Linked DNA regions of Zea mays: all the other regions are linked to region 2. A link is a contact called in public Hi-C data. All regions are on one chromosome and are shown on one strand. The core of a region is the stretch at or near the end of the contact, and the rest is flanking DNA. Distances in the headings are between cores, read along the strand shown.

Region 1 (4,836 bases), core at 909-3,408, 230 kb before region 2:
ATAAACTCACTACATCCCAAAATTATAAGTGTATTTTGTACAGGGAAAGTGAAATTTGACAAAATTCGACCAACAATAGTCAAGTTATATACTACCTCCATTCTTAAATATATGATGCTGATGACTTTTTTTGGAAGCTTTGACCCCTCGTCTTATTCAGAAAAAAGTGAATTGTCATTTATTTTCTTATGATTTGTTTTATCACTTAAGGTTGTTTGAGCATGATTTGAAATTTTACATTTTCGAATAAATATTTTGAATAAAACGAGTGGTCAAAGTTTTCAAAAAAAATCAACGACGTCATATATTTAAGAACGGAGGGAGTAGAAGTTTAGGACACAAAACATGCATTAGTATATTTGCATTCAAGGTGCCTCCAAAATTATATTGATTGTTTAGCAAATGACAACATATTGTAAGAGAAATTAAAGGTCAAATCAATTTTGTATGACTTTTCTCTTATCAAAATACGCTTCTCATTCTAGGGCAAAGGAGTAACTCTTTAGTTATTTTTTACTCAGTTCCATCTTGTAGGCCACATCAATGCCATGAAAAACAAATATTTGTGATCTTGTTTTTAAAAAATATGTATTTGTGATTCGAAGTATAAAGGAATATTTATCAGGCAGTCATTTTGTCAGCCATACCACTACAAGCATATTGTATGGGTATTGGGTAACTAAATGCATTTCCCCTAAAAACTATTTCAACTCAACTAACCCACTGCAAATATTTATTGGTCAGACATCAACAGCAACGAACGCTCTATATCATTTGATCCCGAACAAGAAATATCCATGGACACCGGTAAAGATGGTAATGCGGACCCGATCCCCGATCCCCTGTAGGGAATTCCTCCATTAAGGGATGAGAATGGAAAAGTTTCTTTCCTCGGATGTAAATGGGGAAAAATCTCCTCCTGGCGGGTAACCGGGGACAAGAAAGCATTCTCCGTTCTCGTTCCCCGCGGGGACCCGTTAAACTTGCACGTGACGATGTTTTCGTGTACTAGTAAATGATAAAAAATAAATAATTATCTTGTTAAAAGATCACTCATTGTATAAATGTGTTCATTTTGAAATACACATAATGATTTCTTACATCTGACAATGTGTATAAGTGACAATGTTTTGCATTAGTAACACAGTACGTATGTCCTAATTATAATTTAAGCGGGGACGGGATCCCGTCGGGGATTTATCCCCGCGTGAAACGGGGATGGGGAAGAAATATCCCCTGCAAGCATTTGTGGGGATCCCCGTGGGGAAATTTTTTCGTCGCGGGGACGGGGAGCTATTCCTCAATGGGGAATTCCCCATTGCCATCCCTAGACACCAGAATCTCAATCTACAAAGTTAACAAACTAACAAACATATTCTAAATCAAAGTGCACACAGTAATGGTGAGAACAGTGTCAATAGCTCAGATATATATGGAGAGTCGAGGATACTAAAAGCTGAAAGCAGTGACTATCCAAAGAATTGAATTCAAGGACGCTTATCACCTCCAATCACCCCGCCCCAGAACAGCTGCTGCCTCCCATCCTCCTCCTCTTCGTCGATTTCATCTCCATATCCCAGCTCCACGTCGCCACGGTACCCAGGTTCGCTCCCATATTCAGAATCGGTGACTGCTGCCTCCGCTGCAGCGCCGACCCCACCACTCCAGACACCAACCCCACCAACAGGCGACGGGCCGAACTCCGTCGCCATCGGCACGTCCCTCATCCGCACCTCCCCGACATCCGACGCCCACATCTCCCCGCTGGAGTCAGTGGCACCGCCGCCGCCACCACCACCGGCGCCGCACGTGAAATGGAAGTCGGAGCACGTGCCGGATCTCCGGCGGTCGCTGCTGCGGCCGGACACGGACCGCGAGCCCGGACCGCGGCGGCGCCGCTTGCGGAGCCCGAACCACCGGAAGGATCCGCCGCTACCGCCCCCCGAGGGGGCAGGCGTCGGAGTCTCCGCATCGGGGAGGCGGGCCGAGGAGGGGGGAGCCGTGGAGCGGTCCGTGAGACATGGCTTCTTGTGGAAAGGGTGCCAGGAGGCGACAGCCTCGGCGAGGAGGAGGTGCGGCGGGTGATGCCGAACCTGCGGGGCACGCGGTGTCATCGGCGACGGAGGTGGGGACGCGTCGGGGTTTGGGCTGGGAAGTTGGCACGGTGGTGCCGCTGATCTCATTTTGTCCGGAGGGAAGCAATGTCTGAATTTTTTTCTACTAGAAATACAAGCTATGAAAAATGCAAAAAAGAAAAACAGAAAAGACTAAATAGGAAACTTTGTCTTTTACTACTCTCATGGCCCCAGCTTCGAACACTGGAGTTGTACTAAATAATTTTAAAACAAATTTGACGAACATATAGAAAGATAAGATATACTAAACAGTTTTTTTTTTGAAGAAACCGTTTCTTATGAACACTAGATGGCGCAGGTATCTCTAGTCGTGTTATCTATCTTACCTCTTATTTTAAATTACACTATATAAATAATGCAATTTATATTTTAGTGTAAAACAATATTTTTATATGATTATATACACGATCTATTCTCCACAACTTTAAAATCCTTTTTAAGTGTGAAGCGGTCTATTTTTAGGTAAATAGCCAGAGTTGTAAAAACGTGGCTCGTACTCTTACTCCTTTAGGAGAACATTTAAATAAGAGTGACGGCAGAACATGCTTATAGAGCATATTCAATTTTATATATATATATATATATATATATATATATATATATATATATATATATATATATATATATATATATATATATATATATATATATATATATATATATATATATATATATATATATATATATATATAGGGAAGAGGTAATGGAAGCCCTGGGCTTCCCCTACTAATGGAAGCCCTAGTCAGGACGCGGTCAACCCAGCACCCGCGCAGCCATGCAGTCAACAGCCAGGAATCCAGGACGATAAGCGCGTAAGGCAATATACGAATGCATATATATATGGATAAAGATGCGTAAACCATGCATAAAGGAATCTTTTGACGCCCGAAACACGTGGAATGAATATGACACTGTGGACAGCGTTTACGACTGCATAATGACATATACTTGACAGCATAAATCATGCAATATGTGGTTCTGGTTCTGGCTCGGGCGGATTCCAGCTTAAACCGTGAGCTAAAACAGCGTAAATGAGTTCGAAATTTAGCGTAAATCCTATTTCTGTTTTGTAACAGCAAACGAGGCCTAAAATTACGGCGTGAAAATCGCGTGCAACCGATCGTGCGCGGGTCCTTGCTCGGGCCGATTCCAGCATAAACTGTGAGCTAAAACAGCGTAAATGAGTACAAAAATTTAGCGTAAATCTTATATATGTTTTGTAACAGCAAATGAAGCCTAAAATTACGGCGTGAAAATTGTGTGCAGCCGATCGTGCACGGGTTCTGGCTCGGGCGGATTCCAGCGTAAAACGTGAGCTAAAACAACGTAAATTAATACGAAATTTAGCGTAAATCATTTATCTGTTTCGTAACAACAAATAGGTCCCGAGATTACGGCGTGAAAATTATGTGCGGCCGAGTGCGCAGGTTCTGGCTCGAATGGATTTTAGCGTAAACGTGAACCTAAACATCGTAAATTAGTACGAATGTTAGCGTAAATCGTATATCTGTTTCGTAATGGCGAATGGAGCCGAAATTTACGGCGCGAAAATCGCGCGTCACCGGACATACGCGGGTTTTGGCTCGGACGGATTTATGCGTAAAACGTGAACCAAAACAACGTAAATGAGTACGAATTTTAGCGTAAATCATTCATCTGTTTCATAATAACGAATGTAGACCGAATATATCTCTCTGCGCACGAGGTTGTCATAAAATGCATCAAGAAATATCGTAAATTGGAGTAAATACAACAAGAAGTGATCTGAGGTAATTGTGGCGTAAAATGCAAGCTACCCATCTACAGGAGAACTGTTTTAGATTTTACAATAAGATATAAGAGATAATTATTCCTGTACTCAACTATGATAATGTCGTGTTTACATTTTAGTTGTTGGTACATACACGCAAAACTATGTTCCACCGTAACACCATTGTTAGCAAAAAAAAGTGAGTTCAAAAGGCTCTTCCAGCTTTCCTAATATGGAGAAAACCATCGAGGTCCATATCTGCAAACGTAACATGAACTGTTAATATGATCTTTCCTTGTTAATATGATATACTTTTCTAGCTTGTTATGACTAACATAACCTACAGTCTAAACTGAATGCACACTTGAGTTAGAAGATCAGATTACCAAAAGAAAAATCTCTTGAGTTAGAAGATCAGATTACGACGAAAAGGTGCAAATATACACACCCTGCTACATTAAAACTCAGCTCTCTTTTCATCCGAATCCTTAATCTAAAGCCATGCTACACTGAATCTCCTGCTTACCTAAGTTCACTTCAGTTTTAGACTATGCAAACAAACAGATGCATATGGCTATAAGCCCCTCTCCATCCAATTACTTGAAAAACGGTTTCATTTTTATGCAATATTGAATTATAGAAATCAATGAAGGCCCTCTCAAAATCCAGCAAAGAAATGTTTAGAAAATTAGAATCGGGCAGTGATCATAAATAGTAGTAATTGGTAAAAGTCTATCTACTATAGCATACGGCATTGACAATCACAACTAAAAATAGTATTGATAATTCAACCTGTACACATACATGAAAGATGCAAAAGTCTATTAGGAGAGGCAATAATTCCTCAAAATTGATCAAATTAGGTTACACCATGCTAATAAAAGTTTGAACAATTATTCCGATTCCAGAAAACCAAGAAACCATTCAAGCATCTTCAAACACATTATCATA
Region 2 (4,830 bases), core at 888-3,387:
GGAGAGGATTTGATCTCTTTGGTGTGTCTAGAATTGAATGCTAGAGCTCTTGTAGTAGTTGGGAAGTGGAAAAACTTGGATGCAATGAATGGTGGGGTGGTTGGGGTATTTATAGCCCCAACCACCAAACTTGACCGTTGGCTGGAGGCGTCTGCTCGATGGCGCACCGGACAGTCCGGTGCACACCGGACAGTCCGGTGCCCCTGCCACGTCATCACTGCCGTTGGATTCTAGCCGTTGGAGCTTCTGACTTGTGGGCCCGCCTGGGTGTCCGGTGCACACCGGACATGTACTGTTTGATGTCCGGTGCACCGGTATGGGCAAGTCTGACGTCTGCGCGCGCTGCGCGCGCATTAAATGCACCGCAGAGAGCCGTTGGCGCCGAAGAGAGCCGTTGCTCCGCTGGCACACCGGATAGTCCGGTGCACACCGGACAGTCCGGTGAATTTTAGCGGAGCGGCTGCCACGCGAAACCGAGGCTGGCGAGTTCCGGAGGCCGCGCTTCCTTGGAGCACCGGACATGTCCGGTGCACACCGGACAGTCCGGTGAATTATAGCGCGCCGGCTTCCGAGAAATCCCGAGGGTGAAGAGTTTGAGTCTGAGTCCCCTGGTGCACCGGACAGGTACTGTTCACTGTCCGGTGGCACACCGGACAGTCCGGTGCGCCAGACCAGGGGTGCCCTCGGTTGCCCCTTTGCTCCTTTATTGAATCCAAAACTTGGTCTTTTTATTGGCTGAGTGTGAACCTTTTACACCTGTATAATCTATACACTTGGGCAAACTAGTTAGTCCAAAGATTTGTGTTGGGCAATTCAACCACCAAAATTATTTAGGAACTAGGTGTAAGCCTAATTCCCTTTCAAATACCTTGGGCTTCGAGGGAGGAGTAGCGGAGAGCCGAGGTCCGCGGGAGGGGCCTGCGAGCGAGGGCGGCACATAGTGGAGTGAGTGACCCGTGAGCGGGAAGGCGACAGCAATGGAGGCCGGGAAGCCCCATGGCCATGACAGATGTGGGGGAGGAGGGTGGGGGATCCTCGGGAACCTTCCATGACGGGCGGTGCTGATATCGCGTACGGGTCCGATGGCGGGCGTTGATGGCGGGGAGTAGAGAGCACAGACGAGCGCGGCCGCGGACAGGAGGAGGCACCCGGACGTCAGGCAGAGCAGCAGGAAGAGGATGGACGTGAATGTGTGCGGGTCTCCGCACAGCACCCGCACCGTCTCCCGCAAGATCTGCAGCGCGTTCATCGCGCGGCAGACACACCCCGCCTCCCTTCTATCCTCGCCCGAGGGAGGGGACCACCTCGTCGAGCCGCCGCCATCGCGGGACCGGTTGCCCGGCCGGCCTGCGCCAGGGGCTTCTTGGAGAAGAGCATAGACAGGCCGTCGTCGCAGTCAGGGTTGCCCTCGCGGGAGTTGCCGAGGCTGTTGATTAGCGATGACGCGTTGGACAACGGCGCGTGCTGCGCCAAGACCATGGTGGTGGCCTCGCCGGCGTCGACGGAGGTGGCCACCCTCGTGCAGCACAGAGAAGACCTCGTCGTGGATGTTGTGCTTCGGATCCGCCGCCGCATAGGTCGTGGGAGGAGCACGGGCGAGGATGGAAAGGGCGCGCGTGTGGAATGGTGGAGCACGGGTGGGGATGGAAGGGGCACGGGAGGAGTATGGAAGGGGCGGGCGAGGATGGAAGGGAGTCGGGGGAGGAGGATGACGATCGGGTTTGCCGGCGGGATCACGGGCAAGGGGACGGAGGCAGGGGCGTGTAAGGAGGGGGCACGGCAGAACCGTGCACCGTCGAGCATGTGGACGCCTACACTCTCTTCTTAAGAGTAGTAGAGACTATGTTATGTTTAGTATACACTGTACCTTCAACATGTGAGGACTTGCACTGTTTCTAGTGATTCTGCGAAGGCCGCAGACAACCTGAAAACCTGACCCAAGTTAGAGGACTCTTGGATTTGGATTTGGATTTAGTAGAATCGTCATTCGTGACCCAGGAAAGGATGTTGTAATTTGAAAAGCGTGAGAAGGATCGTGGAGCATGTCGCAGCAGGCCCATTTTGTACGGCCCACTGAGGCCCATCTCAAAATCCATTAGGGTTCGACTCCCCTCACCCCGCCGGCCTTCAGTTATTATTGCGGCCTCTCTGTTTCTACGGTGGTTCTCTATTTTCTTTTCCCGCGAGTTGTTAATCCCTTCGCCGTACTCAGCTACCGCCGCCGCCGCCGCCGCCGCGTGAGTTGAGAGAACGAGAGCCAAGAAGCCAGGGAGGGACTTGAGCTTCACTTGGGAAGGGCTAGTACTGCTCCCGCCCCCGCCACGGCCGTCTGGCTGTCTGTTGCGCGACTGCGCCAGCCTGGCGGCTCTGCCCCGGGCTGCTGGCGCCGCCATTGCTTTCCCTTGGAGCCGCTGGCAGCTAAACTGGTGCCCTCGGCCGCCTTTGTGCGTTCCTCGCCACTGCGCCCGGGGTAGCTGAGGTCTGAAGACGGAGGTGTCGCCCGCCTCACGGCTCCTGCACCACGGTTTTTCTTTCTCGCATCGCCAGAGCAACAACTGCCCCCCGCCGTTGGTCAGTCCTGCGAGCTCTAGATAGTTACAAACAGTACGTATTTTTCTGGAGAATCTCAGTAATCTGCATCCTTTCTTGATCTTGTGTCAAGTCAATTCACTTGGGTTAAAAGTTTGGTTTTTCCCTCATGCTTTACATATCATGTCATCATGTCGTCGCGTTATTATTACCACCGTGCTGAAAATGTTGCACTCTCATTTGAGCAGTTTGTCCTGTGCTCAAAATGGAGGCTAATGGAGCAGTGGATCTGGAGGTTGACATTATCGGCCCAGGTGCTGCTGGTAGCAAGTTAACCTCGGTTGACGACCCTGACGCCACAGAGTGTTCAAGTTCTTTTGGGGACACTCTGTCAGGTTCGGAGGATGGTGCAAGACCTTCAGAGATTAGCGACATTGAGGTGGACTCGCCGTTCTGCCGCTACCCTTCTAATTGTGATGCTGCTGCTCTACTGGATGCAGCTGCTTCAGACAATTCGGATAGACTATTGAAGTAAGTGTTTTGGTGATTGATGCTGCTTTCAGCGGTTCAGCCGTTCTTTCCTGTCTTCTTATATAAGCCTTAAGTCTGTTGATTTAATAATTGGCTACTGCATATTGATTGACTGACTGTGCGCAATGCAAATTCTGGCAATGCATAGGTTCTATCGTTATGCCTTGTGGAATCTACTATATTTCCCTTATTCTTGAATTGTTCAACATTCCTGGATCTATCTTTAATTCTTATTCAAAAGACATGGCCTTGGTGGGCTTGCCCAAATAAAATTCCGTTCATTTGTGTTCTGTCATTATTAACCATTATTTCAAATGGACAACAATTCATGATCCTTTTTTTACTTACAAAGCGCAGAAGTTTGGGTGCCGAGAAGCTATGAGCCTCAGTTGGGTGCTTCTCTCTCATACTTAATTCTGTGCTTTGGAGCAACTGGGCTTCAACAAAGCTTGCTTTCGAGTAGTTTTTTTGGTCCCACAAAAGAACCCCAGCTTCAGGGCCAAGCCAAAAACAACCTCAATATGCCTAACAGTAACAATTGTTTGGTTCTTGTATCAATGAGGGATTAAAAAACAATATGTGAGCAGCTCAGAGTGGTATTTTGTATTTAGACAGCAGGCTGGTTTAGGTTTTCAAATATTTACAGAAACAGGGGGTAATGCATATCTGAGGTAACTTACAGTTTGCATGTAGTTTAACTGTTTAAGTCTACATGCAATGATCCCAAAAGGTTAAAGCGTGTGAAACTGTGGACAAAAAGGAATTTTTGGTTGGATCGGCATAAAATTCCTTGTGTATGTTTGCAAAATGTCTTTCAATATATATTATATCTGATACAGTATTTCAGTATTCCTCTACTGTTATCAAAATGGAACAATTTTTGCAAAATGTCTTAGTGATACAGAACAAGAATATGTAGGACCTGATGGGATTGGTTTAAATCTTAATTCAAGGGTTGGTTCCTGTATCCAATTTACACTTGTTATGTGGGCTGTAACAAGAATAGACCAGCAGTAGAGTAGTTGGTAAGTTAGATTATTAAAGGATAGTTGTTGGCTGATTGGTTAGAAATGGAGAGAAATCAGGAGATTGATTGGCTCTTGGCCTATGTAAGTCCTGCAGGGACGGCAGATTGAATTAAGTAATGAAATAATGTTCCTCCTACCTCTTTATCCTCCTATCTACTTTGTTATTCCACCATAGATCGGCGACAGCGAGGCACAGAGTCTAGGCAGCCGACCAATCATCCCTATCAGCTGCGTCAGTTTGGTCTCGCTCCTGTGCTTATTCTGCTTGGCCATAACAACGCTATCTCCAGTTTGTAACTGATTCTTTGAACAACTCCAAGCAGCTGATGCCTTCCAGAATGAGTTTGGATTGCCACTTAAAAACAACTGTGAAATCGTAGTAGTGAATTCCTGAGCACTAGATTCAGAAGAATATGGCATTAAATTTGTGTACCATTTTGTTCTTTTTTCTATTTGCATGGAGCAATTTCCAATGTCTTTGATTCTAATCAATCATGTTACGTGACTGTCAATTATTTTATTTTCACTGCTTATGCAATTCATGTTACTCTAGAAAAGGCAATGCACATGTAATGACATTCTATCATCTATCACAGGAAGAAAAAGGTGACTGATCATTGGAGAAAGTATGTAAGCCCACTAATGTGGAGATGCCAATGGTTAGAACTGCGGATGAAGGATTTGCAATCGCAAGTGTCTAAATATGACAAGGAGCTTGCAGTACTCAAGCATGAGAAGGAGT
Region 3 (4,572 bases), core at 474-2,973, 160 kb before region 2:
GTAATAAGTGATATGTTACATAATTACACCTACTTCACGTGTGGAGCACCTCTTTTACTACTCAACCTAATTGGTAGAGTTGGGAAAAAGTCCATTTTTTAGGAGCGGAGGTGGTTGGAGTTGAGCATGTTTGACAACTGATTCATAGAGTAGAGTAGTCCCAAACATTTCTGTTGGTCACTTATTTTTTTATAGCTATATGATATCAAAAATAAGTCAACACAGATTATGGAGTTTGAACCTTCGTCTCTAAGTTAACACTTCTCCGAAATGTTATCTTGAAGACGAAGGTTCCGAAAGAAGATAAAAACAAAACCATTTTAAATAGAAACATAAATGAACCATTGAATATAAAATTAAAACTCATCACATGTTTTTCAGTATTTTATTCCATCTTCCCTTTTCTTGTTCAAACAAGTTTACAAACGTACCTTCTGTTTTTGATGTGTAAAGTAGCACGAAGACACTTCACAGAACAGATATAACAAATTTGAGATCTCACATAAAAAAGGTCCCCATTGTGTGGAGCACTGTTCACCTATTTATAGGTGCGAAATACATCTTCGATAGAATTAACAATTATACCCTGAAGCTTAAACATTTAGACTATTAAATATGATAAGGGTAGCAGTTTCCTTTAGGTCTATCATCTGGTCGCCAGAATATGTGAACACCTCCCGACTTTTGTTCTAGCTTCCCTCTTCGTTTTTTATGTTGTTATCCCGAAGCTTATACCTTCGTCTTTGCTTGATTCATTCCGAAGGTGGTTTTTGCTGAAGCATCTATAATACTTTAGAGATGTATCAGAAAGCAATGGTTAATTAGTGTTTTGAGGACCTTTTCGAAGAAGACCCCCAATAATTCCCTTAGGTCCCGTTTGTTTCCTTTCATTTTGAGGAATTGGAATCTTACTATGTAATAGGCTATTTTTTAGAATGTGACATTCCACCACTTTCTAAAGTTATCGTATAAGCTTATCTCAAATTCATGGGGTGAGAGATGGAAATTGATTCTATAGATTTACATGCTATTTTTCCGATGTACAACTTATAGCACACTCTTCTACTCGCTTCGTTATAACATAAATGTAGTATATAACTATCTCTCTCATATGATTTAGGATAATATACAAATATATTACATATACAAATATATGAACTTAATTAGTTTTGTCTAAATTATAATTATTAAAATGGAATTCAATTCCAACGAAACAAACGTGGCCTTAGTGAAGTAAAGTAGTCTCAAACACCCTCTAAGGGGTGCGTTTGGTTCACCTTTCTGAATCAGATTCACTGTAAACAATCTGAAATCTCAACCAAATAGATATACAACAGAATGGATTTCTGAAAATCTACATATTTCTCTAGTTCAATTCAGAATCACCTACTATCCTAGAATTTTCAGATTCTTGTCATCCATGCTTCAAACTTTCATGCTTTTATAGAATCTATAATTGACAGTTATTTGAACTAAACAATTTTCAATTTTTCACAATCGTCAGCTTGCAACAGCTATCTCATAGCTCACAGCTAGAATCAGGTTCTCATGAATCTACAGTTAAACAAACAAACCAGATAGAACCTAAGCACCTCAGATTTCCATATTTGAAAATCGGGGTGTGGCTGGTTTCACTGTTACTCTGGACTGGGCCTGTAAAGGCCCAGCCCCAGCCCGGAAGTGATTCACCAAACGGAACTAAATCCAGGCTGCACGAATCGCAAAGCGAACAATCCACAATTCCCAGTACCCTCACGCCGGCATCCGTCGAAGCTGCTCGACCTCGACTCAAGCCTTCCTTGCTCCTTGCCGCCGTCGAGTCGTCGCAGGTGAGGCTCCGCGAACCCCTCTCCGCCCCGGAAGCCGTAGTCCTCCGGTCGAAATATAGTGTGCAATTCTGTTCCTGTAGAAGGTGCTGCTTCTTTCTCTCGAACACAGCAGGTGCTGCTTTTGGAATTATTTGCTCGTCTCGGCGTTCCGGCGCTCAGAATTGGATCCGTTCCTGGCCAGGATTACTCGTTTTAGTAGTGTAGACTTGTTCCCCAGATGCCGCACCAGTTCGGAAGTTTATTCGCAACAGTTTGCTTGGGTCTGTTCGTCCTGGTGGCTGATTCAGTATCCTTGTTGCAGGAACGATGACCCGGCGGAACGGCTGTACGATCTACGTGGGCAACCTCCCCGGCGACATCCGCGAGAGGGAAGTGGATGATCTCTTCTACAAGGTGAGTGGTTGGTTGGGTTGTGTACCGAGCTTCCCACCCTATTTTTAGGGCTTCTCGTCGAATGCTAGATCCGTGGGGAGGTTGTTGTGGTGTCAGTCAAGCCTGCGAGTATGATATGGGGAGATTAGAGGAGTGTTGGGGATGTTAGAGGAGTGTTGGGGATGTTTTCTTTATGGCTATGGCTCAATATTGCTGAAGTCGAAGAGATGCCTATGATGTAATGTAGCGTTTGCTCATATTGATATTTGCAGTTTAATAAACTCTTACTGTGAGTTTTATAATCGTCGTGTGTGTTAGACAATGCACTTGTTTTTTTCACTGTATTGTCACAATCTATTTTGGTGATGATTGAAAGTTCTGTTCGTTGTGAACTTCACCACTGCTAATTGTGTTTTGCCTTCTAACACCATCTAATCTAATATGGATGGAGCTCTGGAAGGGAAGGCAATGTGGATTGCGAATGGTCAATTTTTGTTTGTATCTCTATGACTCTACTTTGGTTGATTAACTTTCCTGGATGTTAAATTTATGTTTTACCTTCTGCTTCTGCAGTATGGACGTATAGTGGAAATTGACTTGAAAATTCCACCAAGGCCTCCTGGTTTTGCTTTTGTTGAGGTAAGTTGGCCGGTGTCTGTTTTATATGAGGGTATTTTGTACTCAATAGATTTACATCCATAATTTGTGCCAGGTTGAATGTTTTTTATCACAAACCTTGTGTTTTCAGTGGCGAATTTTTAGGAGGTTTAATACCTTCTTTTAAGGAAACTAAAAAGAATATTGCCTAAAACGTTTATTGTTCCAACATATGAACATATCTAATGTACGCAACAATGACAACCATGGAATAAATCAGTAATGCTAAGTACTCTATTAAATGTTATGCAAGGATTACTAAATTATTCTCTAAAATCAATAATCTAGGCAGCTAAGATGATGGAAGACTAACAGCACAGTGATGCATTTTGCAGTTTGAGGACGCACGTGATGCTGAAGATGCAATATATGGCCGTGATGGATACAACTTTGATGGCCATAGGTTGCGGGTTGGTGGATCTTGATGAAGACCTGTTTCATTAGAGATCTCCAGGTTACAGAGATGATAGTTATCTGAATTATTCTAATGTTATTTATAATCTATATACAGGTGGAATTAGCCCATGGTGGACGAGGCACATCTTCTTTTGATCGATCTAGCAGCTATAGCAGTGCTGGACAACGCGGTGCCTCAAAACGTTCTGATTACCGTGGTTTGTATTTTTTTATTCCCAAATTTCAAAGCTTATAACTTGAAAACTCTCTCTGTTCTTACTGTATCGGTTCATTGATTATGCAGTTATGGTTACTGGATTACCTTCTTCAGCATCATGGCAAGATCTCAAGGTTTGGTGAAGATCTAAGGTCATTAGCTATTGTTTTTGCCTTATAATCCTTAATTTTACTTTCATGTTCAGGACCATATGCGGCGAGCTGGTGATGTCTGTTTCACTGATGTGTATCGTGAGGCTGGAGGTTAATTTTGAAACGTTCTGATGTTATCAATTTATTACACATTTGGCTGACCTTTTGGATAGCATGACTGTCGTTCAAACTGTATCAAATCATATTTTAGAAGGAATGTCTATAAAAACTCGTATCTAATTTTACGTTTATGATTGCAGCAACTATTGGAATAGCTGATTATACTAACTATGAAGATATGAAACACGCGGTATGTTTTAAAGTGTTTTCTTCTTCTTCTTCTTCCCTTTAAAATAGAAGTTGTGTACTGACATGTTTTAAATAAGATTGATCACTGGAAAAGGAGAAACTTCGTGATATGTGTAATCTTTGTACCTGTCTGTGCATACTTGCATATTTCCATGAAGATATGTACTGACAACTAGTTACTTTTATCTTGTAGATAAGGAAGCTAGATGATTCTGAGTTCCGTAATGCTTTTTCAAGGACATATGTCCGGGTATGGTCATCTTTTTGTCCTGATGATTAGCAGTATTCAAATGCTGTATCGGCTCATTTGTTTCATCTCATCTCAAATGAAAATTAGCATGCTCTCATCATTTGTCTTACTAAAGGTGAGGGAGTATGATGCTAGGCGCAGCCGTTCTCGCTCCAGAGGCAGAAACCGCTCTAAGTCAAGAAGCAGAAGCCACAGCCACTCGTACTCAAGAAGCAGAAGCTGCAGTTATAGCAAGAGTAGGAGCCCAAGGTACATTTTTCAATTTTCTTCATGCTCAAATGTTGACTAGGGTACATCGAAGGTGTAACAGGCTTTTTTTTCTCAATGATTCAGATCTAGATCTGCTTCAGAGTCAAAATCACCTGTTAAGGCAAGGTATGAATAGTTGAA

Evidence for each region. A called contact is a pair of places that touch in the nucleus more often than the background predicts.
Region 1: a Hi-C map of ear shows a contact between it and region 2, with 1.7 times the contacts expected there. The contact joins the promoter of LOC100277428 here to the promoter of LOC100193881 in region 2. A contact is called at or near these places in 2 of 25 Hi-C or Micro-C datasets (ear and tassel).
Region 3: a Hi-C map of tassel shows a contact between it and region 2, with 4 times the contacts expected there. The contact joins the promoter of LOC100285019 here to the promoter of LOC100193881 in region 2. A contact is called at or near these places in 5 of 25 Hi-C or Micro-C datasets (ear, endosperm, leaf and 2 more).

The regions. Positions count from the first base shown.
Region 1 is chr6:148,938,290-148,943,125 of Zm-B73-REFERENCE-NAM-5.0, reverse strand. LOC100277428 reads right to left here and starts at 2,158. Exons shown (of 2, transcript NM_001150990.1): 1 at 1,505-2,158. The coding sequence starts at 2,114.
Region 2 is chr6:148,711,918-148,716,747 of Zm-B73-REFERENCE-NAM-5.0, reverse strand. It overlaps LOC100193881, which reads left to right and starts at 2,137. Exons shown (of 6, transcript NM_001415799.1): 1 at 2,137-2,571; 2 at 2,778-3,060; 3 at 4,685-4,830. The coding sequence starts at 2,795.
Region 3 is chr6:148,867,026-148,871,597 of Zm-B73-REFERENCE-NAM-5.0, reverse strand. It overlaps LOC100285019, which reads left to right and starts at 1,723. Exons shown (of 14, transcript NM_001370691.1): 1 at 1,723-1,829; 2 at 2,131-2,222; 3 at 2,775-2,840; 4 at 3,194-3,268; 5 at 3,370-3,472; 6 at 3,559-3,605; 7 at 3,677-3,734; 8 at 3,884-3,933; 9 at 4,126-4,182; 10 at 4,298-4,431; 11 at 4,516-4,557. The coding sequence starts at 2,136.